2 separate regions of the Zea mays genome follow, and region 1 is linked to region 2. The links are chromatin contacts, called in public Hi-C maps. All regions are on one chromosome and are shown on one strand. The core of a region is the stretch at or near the end of the contact, and the rest is flanking DNA. Distances in the headings are between cores, read along the strand shown.

Region 1 (2,748 bases), core at 86-2,585, 64 kb after region 2:
GGCTAAGTTGATCCTACTATTGACCTGAACTTGTTCAGACTTGAGTAAAAAGAAATCTACAACAGAAATATTTCCATTTTCTAGTTTTTGTGGGGAGTTTTGGGGTGATCATGTGGGATATTTTTGCTGTCCACACGAGGGGGAAAACGGTGCAGAACTGGAACTCATCTAGAAACTGGTGACTCAGCTGTTGATTTGTTGTGCTGTCAGTAAATGGAGCCCCATTCTTTTACCCTCTCTGCTCAGCGAGTAAAGATCTGCTTCAACTAGTCCTTGTGCTTGGGGTTATGTGGGGTATTTTTACTGCCCAAGTGCCAGACTGAAACTTATCTTGAAGGTGGTGACGCAGCTGCTTGAAATTGCTGTCAAAGCCATACTAAACCACCACACCGTGTCCCTCTGTTCATGAATCCTGGGTGGAAGATAGTAGTGCAACCACGTGCCATAACTCTGTCTTTGTTGGAATTCCAGAGCCCTCCTTAACCGGCTCCTAGTGAACCCATCGTGCACACTATGTCTTGCTTGGAGTATTGGGTCTAAAACCATTCCTGCCTCTCTCCCATTACTTCGATTCTGGTCATTTGAAACTGAATAACTGGTGTTCTATGACCATTCCAACTCTCTACTAAACATCACAGGGGTGTCCCAGTCCTATATCGTTGGTTGCCTTGGACGTGATGACCACGCCGAGCCTTTTCACCCTTTCACCGTGGTTAGCTGCTTCAAGGGTAAATTTCTTTTGCCCTATTTGTGTTCTATAGCCATTAAGTACTCGTAAATCTCTCTGGCCGAGCCGTTTAAAGTTTCTCGTGGTGCAGTGCTTAGAAAGATATAGAATCTTTGGTGAATGCTGTTGTCTAGCATGTCCGCGTCGACCAACGAGGCTAGTGTTCCCCAAGTCAGTCAGTGTAAGAATCACATGTTAGATGTATTGTTGATGCTAGCCGCGGCATCGGATTAAACGCTACTGCCAAATGGCCTTGGGCGTAGCTTAACCAAGGTTGCGCTCCTCCTGTCGTCGGATATAGATGGGGTTCAGGGTCAGCATAGATCAACCCGGTTGAGGGGATTAGTCAACTAAGGCCAAAGTTGGTGCGGGAATGTTTATTTCCAATAGAGTAGGTTACCTGTGGCGAACGCTGGTGCCATGGCCAGGTGCTCGACCTAGGGTACCACCGGAGGTGAGTAGAGGACCGGGACTCACAAATGAAGGAATAGAGGAGGGTCTCGGCATTAGATGTCAGTGAAACAAGAAACTAGGGCACCAGACTTTTGCGCTGTTAACTGATCTTACGAGGAGATGTTAGTAAAAAAAATTCCATATACGGTCGTTGGCGACCTGTGCGCGGCTGTTTTCCCTGTGTGCAGGGGCCAAGCCCATAAGTTTCAGCCCATCACTGTTAAGTCATTTTTCTTTTTCTTTTACCCGACATCAAATATCTTACACTAGAAAATGTAGAAAAATGATAACATAGTGAAACAAATTTTTCAGAGTCCATGAAAACCTGTAGTTCCTGTAAAAATTAGCTATAGGGTTTTTGCAGCAACTGTTAGTTTTTTGATTTATTTAGAAGTACCTTTAAGTGGCTTAAATGAATTTTAGAAATAGAAATATAGCTTCAAAAATATTGAAAATTTGTGGGTAAGTTTAATATGTCTAAGATGGAGCTGGGTAAAAAAATTGGAATGTATTTGGAGTTGGTTTTCCCATAGGACATTAAAATAGTTAAAAGAGAAATATAAAATCCAGAAATCTAGTGTTAATATATGTATAAAAGGAGTTAGTACCTATAAATTGATGGGCAGCAAATTTAGTGATTCTTAGTATGTTTAGTCCTCTGGTTGGTCCAACTAAATTCAGTTTAGACCGTTAGATCAAATGTTAAGTATAAGTATAGGTAAGCTTATCATGTGCTTAATTAGGGATGTTTATGTTCCCCACCTCTCCTTTATGAGAGTTTGCATTTCATGTCATTACATAAGCATCCATGTATTTGTAATTGACTTGTAGAATACCTAGAAGAAGTGGCATTGAAGAAGAAGCCTGCTCCAAGTACTGTTGATCTAGTGGTGGAATTCCATCTAACTAATTGTCGTGATAGAAGGGTTTTGGATCTTCTCCTGCAAAAAGGCAAGCCCCGGTGCATTTGCCACCCTCCTTGTATTTACAAAATTTTATCACTTATATGATGCATTAGGTGATAGGAGTTGATTGATTAAACACTTGATGCATTACCATTCCTTGAAAGAATTGATTACCATACCTTGTCACCTGATTTATAAAAGCTAGAGATGCTTAATCATGCGATAGATTAAAAAATGTTTTTGATCTATGACTCATAATTGCCAAAAGAAAATTGGCTTGGGATAATGAAGGAATCATCTGCAGTGAGAAATTCATTATCCAGGCATGGCCCCTTTGTCAGGTGCCAAATGTTTTGAGAAATAGCATAAGTAAACTTGAGGCCAGGCGGTTGACTTGCACCAGAACGGTGTCTGGTTGTAGTGTCACCGTCTGTGTCGATTAAGGACTGTACCGATTGAAGGCCTATTGATCTAGGACCTTTTAGCTGGCCACATACCTCGTCATGGGTAAGCCCGAACCCGGCTATTCCATACGTGAAAAGACAACAGCGCACCGGGCGTGGGAGATGGTGGGACTAGCAGTTATCCTCCTAGCAAGAGGCTGGATGGTAGGGTAATGTGCTCCCAGGTAGCGCGGACCAGTTCATGTAGTGGAGGATCCAA
Region 2 (3,068 bases), core at 167-2,666:
CCACATCTTCAGGGCCTGTGTTCCTGTTGTCACCACCACAACACATCCCATATGAAAAAGAGACAAGTGTTAGTTTTTTTTTCTTGCCGAAGACTAGCACCATGTAGAATTATGCATATATGAATCGCGCCACAGTTGTACGTTGGATAGTGCTAGTAGTCGTCGATGGCATGAGAAATAATAATAAAAGGGTAATCGGTATTATTACTGCGAGTACAAATGGATGGTGATCGCGACAGGCGGTAGGTAGCTGCAGATATCAGTAGTTACGTATCTTACCTACAAGTTCACACGCTGCTGGGTCTGTACGAGACGTCAAGCACGTGCAGTGCTGTGCAGGAGCAGTACCCATATATTAATGTTCGAAACAAAATGCCATGTAGAAGAGAAGCATACGTGCAGTGTACGCTCGCCCAACCTGCTCTGCTTGTGTGCTATCTTGTCCAGTATCCGTATTTGGCATATGCATGTGCACTATCTAGAGTTGGACCGCAAGAAGTTGAAGACGTATCATATATGCATGATGCAACACAGCGCATAATGCTCTTGTTGTGGACTAAGGGGGTGTTTGGTTACACCCTGCTAAAATTTAGTCTCTGTCCCATCGAATGTTTGAACCTCTGTTCCGGGTATTAAATGTAGTCGGATTATAAAACTAATTTGTCAGCCGAAGATTAAAAGACGAGACGAATCTAGTCTAGTTGGTTGGGTCTATATTTCATACTCCTATTTAAAAGTAAAACGCTTGATGTGACCCGGACTAAACTTTAGCAGGAGCAACCAAACACCCCCTAAAACATATCGTACGCGTATAGATAATAATAACTGCAACGAATCAGGTACTCCCATATATGCAACAGACTAACAGAGTGCTCCCCCAAATTAAAACCCGCCGCCGCTACGCTACGTACGTACTCCTAGTCATCTTCCGTTGCAAGTTGATCGAAAATATGCCCCAAGTCCCTTTTTATTTTTCATCAAAAAAAACATCAATCAAATTTTCTGTTCTTCCCGAGAACTCGGAGAACTACTGGAGGAGGCGCGTGCAGAAACTAACCGTCTCTCGTCCTCCTGGATCCATCCATTTGCGTGTTTGCAAAAGGGCGGAGACAGTCGGACATATACAGACGGGAGGGACTGGAGGAGAGGACAAACACGAGGGCGCCGGCGCGGCGTAGTACCTGAGGGTGTAGGAGTAGGGGGAGAGGTGTCCGGTGGCGTCCCTGGCGGCCCACCCGACCACCTTCCTCTCGGACGCCAGGCTCCCCATTCGATTCGGGATCGGCGCGGCGGGGACGACGACGACGGAGCGGGTGGCGGGCGATGGAGACGAGCCCGCACCAGGTGGTGTAGCTAGCCTTCGTCGGAGTTGGGAAAGAAAGCCGCGCGAGCGCCGGGTAGTGCGATCTTTCTGGGTAAGGAAAAGATGCTTGAGCAGGGTGCGTGCTATATAGTGGCTGCGAGCTCGATCGGCACTGTGCAAAGTGGCAACTCCTCCGCTCCAGGCTACCTGTACCTACTACCTTTCCAGCATGATCTTCTGTGCCCGCTGCAGGAGAAAATCAGTACTCCCTCCGGTTTCCTATTAGTTGTCGTTTAGGACAACGACACGGTCTCCAAAATATAACTTTGACCAATATTTTTTGTTAAAATACAAATGAACTCTTAATACATTTATACTTTTATAAAAGTACGTTTTATAACAAATTGGTGCATATAAATATTAGGTTCCAAAACTAAATAACAAAATAGTTATTTGTAGTCAAAATTTTATAAGTTTGACTCGAACTTTATTCAAAACGATAACTAATAGGAAACCAGAGGAAGTAAGACTTTCGTCTTTCGAGGAGGTCTACCAAACGGGAAGAAGCCAAGCCCTTCTAAAATAGACCCGGCTTCTCTGAAATTAATGTCTTTAGACAGGAAATACAAAAAGAATACGTTATACGTACCAAAATGATCCAATAACTGTGATTCCACTGGCTGGAAATTGTACACAACTCGGACGATACCAAACGCATGGGCGTGGCTTCACGATGCTAGCTAGCTAGCTAGCTAGGTCAATGAAGAAAAATACAAGTCACGGGTCCTTAGACCGTGTCCATAAATCCACTAATGTCGTCACATAAAACACTTCACAATATAAACTATGAAAGTTGATTTTAAATATGGGGATTAATCGAGATGCTGGAAATAGTCTTATGGGTTGAGAAATTGGGTAAGTGCATTTCCACTCGACTACGAGGTGTGTGACAAATTGTCACCCAAGTGCCGAGTGGTCGCTGATGTTTCAATCCAACTGTTAAAAGGTTAAACCATGACGCGTGCGGTAGTAGTAGTATCGGTATTCAACTATTCACGTAAGCGGCATCATTGGTATGGTAAATTGAGGCACATATGTCGTTTAGGCCCCGATTAAATTGGCCATTTAAACAATAAGAAGTGGTGTACACGATCTAAACGAAACAGACATAAGAAAGATTGGACCGGGCAACCAAACAATTCATTCATAATTTAACCAATAGGAGGATCCCATCCACCATACTCCGGCTGGCAACCAACTAATTGGCATCTCAGTATATTAAAGGGGATAGGATGATTTAGTTTCATTTGCCCGCTTTTTTTAAAAAAAATACACTTACATACATATCATTGGGCTATCTGAGGAGCTTCAGCTTCTCGGAAGAAAATCTCATCAAAGGCTTTTATAATGTCATCTCATTCATGCTACAATTAGGAGAGTTTCTCTATTTGCGCTAAGAGCTGGAGCTAAAAATGTGCTTCATTTATATTCTAGTGAAGATAATAGAGAATCGATTTTCACCAGCTCTTCACTCTGCTTTCTCCTAGAAATCAAATGTAACGTAGCTCTCCTCAACGGGCCCATATGTCTTTGCTAGCATATTCGATTTTCTTTAACATGGATAAGTTATAAGTATATATGCATATTTTAGCGATACTTTACAATAACAGTACTAGCTACTATTATTGACGAGAGTTTGAACATAATTATAGGCAAGAGAGTTGACATCGTGCATTCCGTGCAAGGGAGGGAGAAGTAGTAGGTG

Evidence for each region. Hi-C and Micro-C count contacts between places; a contact is called where the count stands out from the background.
Region 1: a Hi-C map of leaf shows a contact between it and region 2, with 3 times the contacts expected there. The contact joins the enhancer-like site here to the promoter of LOC542663 in region 2. A contact is called at or near these places in 7 of 25 Hi-C or Micro-C datasets (bundle sheath, ear, endosperm and 2 more).

Annotation. Positions count from the first base shown.
Region 1 is chr5:101,274,531-101,277,278 of Zm-B73-REFERENCE-NAM-5.0, forward strand. No RefSeq gene overlaps it. Among protein-coding and RNA genes, the nearest start is that of LOC103626754, 18 kb to the left of the region's middle. Within about 2 kb of position 1,336, at least 5 of the 20 cell types and tissues checked have an H3K27ac peak or open chromatin away from gene starts, as enhancers often do. A contact at or near this core is called in leaf, where this site is marked.
Region 2 is chr5:101,210,272-101,213,339 of Zm-B73-REFERENCE-NAM-5.0, forward strand. LOC542663 (cinnamyl alcohol dehydrogenase) reads right to left here and starts at 1,417. Exons shown (of 4, transcript NM_001112184.2): 1 at 1,182-1,417; 2 at 1-23. The coding sequence starts at 1,270.